Linked DNA regions of Mus musculus: region 1 is linked to region 2. A link is a contact called in public Micro-C data. All regions are on one chromosome and are shown on one strand. The core of a region is the stretch at or near the end of the contact, and the rest is flanking DNA. Distances in the headings are between cores, read along the strand shown. Region 1 overlaps Stx8 (syntaxin 8). Region 2 overlaps Stx8 (syntaxin 8).

Region 1 (4,474 bases), core at 1,411-3,910, 140 kb after region 2:
TCTCTGTTGCCAGCATATGCAGCAGTGCTTTTCTGCAAGGTACTCGTGCCTCGTACAGAACAAGTTCATAAGTCACTTTAGAAGGGTTTTGAAATGCTAATTCACAGCTGTCGACAGGTATGAATACCCTTCAGCCTGGAATGTCACACCTATTCAAAGTAACTGAGCATCCCCGAGTATAATCTCTTTTAAAACTAGAAGTGTAAAACCTGGTTGCTTAGAGCTGAGAAAAAATTCCTTAAGTGTCTCATAGAAACGTTGTTTCAGAAATAGTCACAGCCCTAGCCCCGGTGAATGTTCCCGTCTATCCAGGAGTGTGCTTTTGGCACGTGCACCTATGTATGCATGCCTCATCTACATATGTATGTGAGACACACCCCGAGAGCCTCTTGTATTAATGAGGTTATCGTGTGTGTGTGTGTGTGTGTGTGTGTGTGTGTGTGTGTGTAAAATTTTTGAGATATCCTACTTGTTTACCAGTGTATTTTACTTTTACAGAAAGCTTATTGAAATTTTTTCCAATTGTGAAGAATATTATTATAGCCAGGTGTGGTGGCACACACCCTTAGTTCCAGAACTGTGGAAGCAGAGGCAGAAAGAAGGCTTTTGTGAGTTGGAGGTTAGCCTGGTATACATAGCAAATTCCAGTGAGATTCTGTCTCAATAAAAAGGCTGAAGGGAATGGCTCAGCAGTTAAGAGCACTGACTGCTCTTACAGAGGACCTGGGTTCCGTTCCCAGCATTGACATGTCAACCCACAGCCATCCATAACTGCAGTTCCAGGGGATACTGTGCCCTCCTCTGACCTCTGTGAGCACCAGGCACAAACATGGTTCACAGACATATGGAACAAAATCCTAATATTCATAAAATAAAAATAAGTAAATCTTTTTTTAAAACTGTAGAAAATGGTAAATAAAATGTAAACAAACTGAAAACCTACTGTCTACAAACAGTAGCTGCTAAGAACTTGTCTGTCTAGTTGCTTTGCTATGCAGACATACATGACATCCCTACAAACTATCTCTCTCTTTTGAACATCTTGAGATGCCATCTCACATACTACTGGACTAAGTTTTTCTACCAGAGCCTGAGATTTTTCTTTATCTTTATTTTCCAACAAAGTGAGTGTCTAACTTTAAACTTTGGGAAATGTGTATCTAGTTACAGGACCTCCAACTTGAAGCAAGAGTAATCTTTTCCAGCATTTATTACAAGGCACATTTTAACTTGCTGTTGGGAACTGAGAAACAGTTGGCCTTAAATCCATTATAGAGGGGACGGTCATCACCAGGTTGGGAATTGGAGCTGGTCCTCCGGCCCTCTGGATCATGTCCCAGGTCCGTAGGTTTAACCAACCACAGAAGAGAACTACTTGAGAAGCAAACTGCATTTACATTGAACATGTGCAGACTATTTCCCCCTTGGCATTGCTCCCTAAACAATGCAATATAACATTCATTCTACTGCAGTATAACATTCATTCTACTGCATTTCCATATTAGGTATCATAAGTCACTCAGAGGTGATTGGGTCCTGTGTTAGACCCCCTTGCACCACACAGAGAGATGGAGTCTATGAGAGGATTAGCCTGGTGATACACAGACAGCGACATCCCTGGAGCCACTCATTCCCTGTTGATCGAGGGACTGCCTCAACGCGTCTCAATTTCACTTGGGTGTAGCAGCTAAAGATTTTTGTGACAGGATGCAACTTTCCAGAGATAGCCAGAAAACATCATCAGCTCCATTGGGAAATATATCTTGGATTCTCCATGCTGCACCGAGAGAGAGGGAAGGTTAGCAGTGGTCAGTGCCCCTCACAGAACGTGTTACAGTGGAGGGAGGGAGCGCAGCGAACAGACACAGAAAAATGTAATCTTTGACACTTGAGACACAGTCTGGATAGTCTGGAGGCCTCCTGATCGCCACGCTCTCCAAATGATTCAGCTCTGCGTTGCTGATTTGTCCACATTAATTAAGATCAGAGTGTCACTAGGGAGTGGTTTGGATAATGTGAAAACATTTAAGTAATCACAAGAGGGAAATGACCTGGTCCACCATTAGCTCGGTTTGAATGCATTATCAGGCCAACTCAGGAAGTTCCTCGGTGTGTAGGCCCCACTCTCTAAGGAAAGCCACAGTTTCCCCTGCCTCCTCCTTACTTGTGGGTGATGTTGGCTAAGTTAACCAAGGGCAGAACATTGATTCAGTGATTTGTCAGCTCTGTCTTCCTCACTTGGTGAGGAATGCAGCTAAATTAACCATAGGCATATCATTAATTTGACAATTTGTCCCCGTCCTCACGCCTCACTCCTCACTGGTGTCCAGGTGGGGGAGGGGGGTGAAAGTGATGTGTTTGCTCTCAGTTTCTTAGCCCTTCTCCCTGACTCCAGCGCAACCTCAGTCCTCCTTGCCCAGTTCCCATTATAGAACAGAAAAGACTGCTTAAGGCCCGGTTTATTTACCTAATAAACTGGCTCTTGTATTGCCTGGGAAATGCTAAAATTTTTCTGTCAAGAAATCCTAGTAACAAGCAAACAGAGGTCCAGCAGTCAGGTCTGAAGAAACAACAAGACGAAGGTCAGCTAATATCGTCATTCTTCTCCTTCCTGGTGGCCATGACAGCGCCAGGGTTTATTTGAAGATCCCAGACTTGGAATCATGGCCTGCATTGTTAGCTGCCCAAGCATTGTCGGCTGTGCCAACAGTTTGAGATATTAATGTATTCTGGAGATCAGTGAATGAAGAATTCCTCTGCACTTTTTCCCTTTTAATTTTTTTCCCCTTTCCATCCACTTTGTTTGCAGTGTCTTTGTCTGCCGGGCGTTGCTGGGCATTTCTAATGAGAGAGCAAAGAATTGTAGAAGGAAAAAGGCAAAGGGGGAGGGAGAGAGAAAACAGGCAAGAGAAACAGGGCATGTTTAGCACTTTAACAGTAAGGTGACATTTTTACAAGCCAGTCAGGTGCACGGGACTCTTGGAAAGCTCGAAGCCACGCCGGCAATGCAAATTCCAAGCGGAAAGCACATTCGGGGCCACGTCTAACTCATTGATTAGCAGCTCGCAAGGAAAATGCACTTTTATTTCCTAACATCATTTTCCCCACAGGACGCCCAGCCTGGGTGCTGCTTTGGTATTCAATCCTGCTTCATTATTGCAGCCACCTCGCAACCCACCCTGGGCAGCTGCTAAAAGGGGGAAAAATTAAAGCAATTCATACTCGCAGTGACTTACTGCTGCAGAATAATTGGTTTCTGTTTGCAAAGAACATTATCACAGCAAAGCCCAGAAAACAGAAAGGCCTGTCTGTGAGAGGGTTTCTGAGGCTAGGTTGGAAGGCGGCTGCAGGGGGAAGGAGGGAGGGATGTGAAAAATCACATTTCCTAGAAGGCAATTAGCTAATAATTAATTTTTTAGCATGCTCCCATCGCGGACTTGTCCTTGTGTGATATATAGACAGGGATGCCGGCTTCCTGCTGCATCCTTTGATTCCTCGTGGAAATGTTAATGAGACTAAAGCAGTTAAGGAGCTCTTTAGACAACACGGTGCTGTGGGGAAGGCCGGAATGAAATTCAGACCCTCTGAGGACTTCTCTGACACACAAGAAGTCCCTTTGTTTCCTGTTTTATAAACCAGAGGCATGTCTAAAATTGCGGGGAAAGTGAGAGGGGGCTGAGGCCTGGCGCCGGGGCCTGGCTTTCTATATTTAAAAAGAGGAAAAATTGTTCGCTAGTTATCCGTGCCTGGGTTTGATAGGCAGTCTAGGGTGTTTTTGAAGTTCTGAGGGAAGGGTCTCTGAAGATGTAAGCGGGATCTGTCTTTCACTTAGACTTAATTAAGAAACTTGCTGGCTTTGTCTGTAGGGGGCCCATTACGCACAAGCTGCAGCCCCCTCTGAATAGGGGCTCAGCCTGGAAAGTGTATACAAGCCAGGCCGCCTTTGTGTTGTGTTGCCAAACTGGAGGCAGGAGCAAGTGGGAGCCTGGCTCTGCCAGAGGCCAGCCTGTTGTTCATACATGTGAACCAGGTCCCAACCAACGCTGCAGCAAGTGTCTGCCCATTCCCTGGGGGACCTAGAACTAACGAACCTTTTAGGAAAGAAACATCAAGAGGCTGAGGGGAGAGAGGGTTGGCCTTATTCTCCGGTGTCCCTTTTTAGTCCTGGTGATGGGCCACAGAGCTAAACAGTATCAGCAGCCAGAGCTAGGAGTGTAAGCCAGAGGTGGCCAGGGCCTGGTAGTGGTGCGGCAGTCTCAGCCACCCACCCCCATCACTTGATCCTCCAGCCCAGGGCACAATTTTGCCTGGTCACTGTTCTTGTAACCCTGAGAATAATTTCCCCCTGGTGGGCTACTGTGGCCTGCCCTATTTAGAACAAAGTTGCTGAATGCCAGAGAATAAAGAACAGCTGGGAGGCTGTGCGCAGTGGTTAATCAGCTAATTCGCATTTCAAAAGGCTCTAATAAGAGGT
Region 2 (4,482 bases), core at 1,906-4,405:
AATTTCTGAGTTCGAGGCCAGCCTGGTCTACAGAGTGAGTTCCAGGACAGCCAGGGCTACACAGAGAAACCCTGTCTTGAAAAACCAAAAAAAAAAAAAAAAAAAGGGAGGGTTGCTGGAGAGGTGGCTCAGCGGTTAAGAGCACTGACTGCTTTTCCAGAGGTCCTGAGTTCAATTCCCAGCAACCACATGGTGACTCACAACCCATCTGTAATGAGATCGGATTTCCTCTTCTGATGTGTCCAAAGGCAGCAACAGTGTACTCATATACATTAAATAAATAAATAAATAAGTAAACCCTTTTTAGAAAGAAAGAGAAGGAAAAGAAGAAGAGCAACTGCTGGGATTTTGAAGAAAGAATAGGAAAGATTCCCGGGCTGATGAGGCTGATGATCTGGGAGGCGGCCACTGATGCCCTCATAGCCACAGGTCAGGATGTTACAACAGCAGTTATACTGGGGAGTTCTCAGTAGCTGGTATATTGAAGTTTGAAAAGTCATGAAACAAAACAAAACAAAACAAAACAACAGCCCTTTCTTAAATTGTGTCCGTTCCCCCAAGTCACCCAGCTGAGTTTGGCAAGGAGTTTGTCAGGAGAAAAAAAAAAAGGGGTTGACTTAAAATTGGGCAAACCAGTCAGAGGCATAGCTCAGTGGTGGGATGGGCCCCTAGCATGCACAGGGTTGGGCTTGATTCCCATCACTAAGGGAAAAAGGGAAAAAACTACAACCCCAAAACGAAATGAAACAAGACAAAACAGAACAACTAAAGATACTTGATTGCAGTAGGCTGGGGACACTGATGAAGTGTCCCTTGGTAGGTGATAGAGAAGGAGACATTTTCTGTGGATGAGTTGTTTATTCTGGACTTGAACTCAGCAGGCGTTGCTTATTGAAATTAACAATACAAATATCTTGGGAACCAATGTTGGGTTAGGCACTGTGCTGGGCACTTTTCATCCCTAGTGTATCCACCAGGTACTTAAGTCCTGTTCACTTCTCAGCCACTGGATCAGTGTCTGCTCAATGGAAGCTCTTCAGTTGTATGGATGTGTGTAGGTGGGCAGGCGGGCAGATGGACGGGAGGGTGGATGGACTACAGAGTATGAGACTGTGGCTTATCAGGCTGAAGGAAGTTATCCGCACGTCCGCTGATCCTGACCTCGAGTGAGTGGTGTTATTTGGGGTTTGTTTTTAGAAGCTGTGTTGAACTTTGAATGCTAATGAGAAATTTCCTTTTCCCTAACTTGAGTTTATTCTCCCAGCTCAGGCAGGCTTGGAAATGTTCACCCCGTTTATTCAGTCTGCTCCCTCAGACTGGTAGCCTTAAAGCAGTGTGCTGATCATCTGTTCCTCACAGGTCCCTGTTGTCATTTTCCTTCTCCTGACTTCCTTTGCCACCCACCTCAATTACCGCTCCCCCGCCTTGGCCTGCCTCCCCCCCCAGCCCCTGCCCCAGCCGCTTTTCAATGTAATCCAGTCTGCACGTTGTTGCCAGAGTGTGTCTCTGAAGAATTTATGTCAGAGAGTCCATTTCTGATTGAAATTTGAGTCTCTGTGCATCTTTATGTCCACGGAGCAAAACCGCATAAAACGTTTTGAAAAGAAAAAGGAATTAGCCCTTTCATACCATAAGGGCGTTTTCACATCTGTGGGCAAGGCCAGCTAGAAACCTTTGTTGATGCAACCCAGCTCTCTGACACCCTAGAAATAGCTTCGTTGCTCCTAACTGTAAACCTCCCTGTGGTCTGTGAATGCTCAAACACTGATATTTTTTTTTCCAGACAAAACAAACATTTTTCCATAGTCAGCTGACATCTTTTTGAAATGCTAAGAAAAGCTACTTCTTGGAATTCACTTCTTTTCAACTCCTTGCTCGGTTGATAAGAATGCCCTCCCTGTGAACTCTGACAGGTTCCAACTGACTTTGTTAGCAGAGATGGATTATCTGAGTGCTCCCCCCCCCACCGTGCTACTATAATTTAATAACATACACTAATTTCTTGAGAGGCTGAGTAAAATCATGTTATGTCCTTATAAGTGATCATGAAACATGTTGAGGATTCTAATATGCCATCATGTCTACTAATTATTATATTATTATAGATAAGGTCTATCTTCAAAGAATATGGACAGAAATTACTGATTTATTAAAAAACAAACCCCCGCCCCACACACACACGCACACACACACACACACACGCACACACACACACGCACACGCACACACGCACACACACACACACACGCACACACACACACACACACACACGCACACACGCACACACACACACGCACACACGCACACACACACACGCACACACGCACACACGCACACACACACACGCACACACGCACACACACACGCACACACACGCACACACACGCACACGCACACACGCACACACACACACACACACACACACACACACGCACACACACACACACACACACACACACACCGTCCACCATGTTGTAGGCCAGCACCGCCAGCACCTGGAAAAGAGGAGGCTGAAGGACGGTTTGAGCCCAAGAATTCAAGGCCAGGTTGGCCTCATCGCAAAAGAGAAACCAGGAGTTGCGGTGGCTGAAGCCCTGTGGTGGGATGGGTTTGATCCATGGTGGTTTAACAAGGAAAATCAAGTCTGTTCTACCTCAGAGCACAGTAATTAGCTTGTCCTTTCTTTAACTTAAGAGATCTGACTTGTCACCGCAAGGCAAGGCTGAGCTGGAAGATGTTTTTCTGACAGAATTCCCTTTCAAAGTAATTCTCCCCATCTGCTGCAGAGCATTGGTCTTTGCTGCTAAGTTGTGAGGGCAGGTAGCCCTTGATTAGGACTTTTGTTTTAATTTCTCAAGATGAAAATGTTAAGTACGCTTCTCACGCTGGCTCCCTCCAGTCAAAGCCCTCAGTGGTTCCCAGTCCCATTTTTGTAAGCGTTTCCCGAATGTTGCTTCTCCAGCCTACTCAGAGGCTCCCACTTCTGGGTGCTGGGGATATAAACATGACTGTGATGTGGCCTCTTTCCTCACAGAGCTCATAACTTAGGAAGGGAGACAGATGAGTAAATAACTAGCTACAATCCTGCTTGATAAATGCCACGTTCGAGGTCGTGAACAGAGTGCCATGGGAGTGCCAGCGAGTGATTGATTTGAGGAAAGGGGGATGGAGTGGGGATCAGGAAGGACTCAGCAGCAGAAGTGACCTTTGAGTTGAGCCTTAGGGGATGAATAGAATTTTGCCAGATGGACAAAGGGGTGGGGGTGGGGATACTCCAGACTCATGCAAAAACATGAGAGTGTGAAAGTTTGTGCCTTTGACTCTGTGGTAGTGAGCAGGATGTACGACTCAGGGAGATGAAGGGTGTGGTACTGGGGCATTGGGAGATGCTGCTGCTGAGACCATGGACCATCTTTTAAAGCTCACACGTAACCTATAGTTCCAGGGAGTCACGGAAGTTGTGAACCATGGAGATAATAATAGTGAGACTTCAGTTTTAGGTCATTCTATCATCAGAATGGGTCTGTAGGAGAGGTGAGGAGGGTCTAAAGCTAGGCTGTACTAACAGGGGAACATGTTGGCTGTGCATGAGGACAGTGAGCCATCTCTGAAGAACACCTCAGCCACTGCTGTGAGGTAGAAGGATAATTGCAGCAGCAGCAGCAGCAGCAGCAGCAACAACAGTAGTAACACAAGGCCCTGGATGGCACACTAAGCAGACTCGAGATGGGGAGGAGAAAAGCTTATGGGGCAAAGGAGTGAATTTGACCTTGCCTTTGCGAACTACTTGAGGATTCTTAAATGAGACAGGCATCACAGGGCACCTGTGGGAAAATGCCAAGGGCAGAGATACATTGGAAAGTCTTCAGCTTGGTGATTTTCTTGTAGGGAAAGGGAGGGAGGACATGCCTATTTTTTGTTTGTTTGTTTTTTTTCAAAAAAAAATTTTTTTTTACCACTTGGCTTATTTTACTTATTCATGTACCATTCTTTATCCTTACTTCAGAATATGATGTGACTCTACTAAGGCCAGTGTCAGTAGAGCAGTAGTGACTAATAGTAGGTATCACCCTAAGCTGATGAAGTGCATTCAGATGCATAGACGCATAGGAATGCTACAGGTGCATTGCTGGTAGGTCCAGGCCATCAGTAATCGAGGAAGACCAAGTCAGAGGAGCAGGAAGTAGGCGTGGCTTAGCTCTGGGAATTAGGTCATGCTGGGAAGTCTATTCTCTGTATCATGTTTACTATTGATATGAGCTTGTGCCCACATTTTTACTTTTATTCCCTAATAGGTGATTAAAGTATACACATACCACACACAAACTGCACACGTCAACACAGCTGGAGTCCTAACTTGCCATTTATTGAGGTTGCTTAAAATCACCTCACATTTGCTGAATTGTTTTTGTCCTTTCATATTAATACCTTAATTTTGTCTGTGTGCACAAGTGTGTGTACATTCATTTTGTGTTTTTTTTC

The links. Hi-C and Micro-C count contacts between places; a contact is called where the count stands out from the background.
Region 1: a Micro-C map of stem cell-derived motor neurons shows a contact between it and region 2, with 2.6 times the contacts expected there. The contact joins two enhancer-like sites. A contact is called at or near these places in 1 of 15 datasets of contacts at CTCF or cohesin (large pre-B cells), 5 of 484 Hi-C or Micro-C datasets (embryonic stem cells, hematopoietic stem cells, neural progenitor cells and 2 more), 7 of 115 datasets of contacts at active chromatin or transcription factors (astrocytes, differentiating embryonic stem cells, double positive thymocytes and 4 more) and 1 of 9 other capture datasets (embryonic stem cells).

Annotation. Positions count from the first base shown.
Region 1 is chr11:68,142,316-68,146,789 of GRCm38.p6, forward strand. All of the region lies in intron 7 of Stx8 (syntaxin 8), which reads left to right. Among named protein-coding and RNA genes, the nearest start is that of Mir6406, 76 kb to the right of the region's middle. Within about 2 kb of position 2,661, at least 37 of the 459 cell types and tissues checked have an H3K27ac peak or open chromatin away from gene starts, as enhancers often do. A contact at or near this core is called in stem cell-derived motor neurons, where this site is marked.
Region 2 is chr11:68,004,751-68,009,232 of GRCm38.p6, forward strand. All of the region lies in intron 4 of Stx8 (syntaxin 8), which reads left to right. Among named protein-coding and RNA genes, the nearest start is that of Stx8, 41 kb to the left of the region's middle. Within about 2 kb of position 3,156, at least 14 of the 459 cell types and tissues checked have an H3K27ac peak or open chromatin away from gene starts, as enhancers often do. A contact at or near this core is called in stem cell-derived motor neurons, where this site is marked.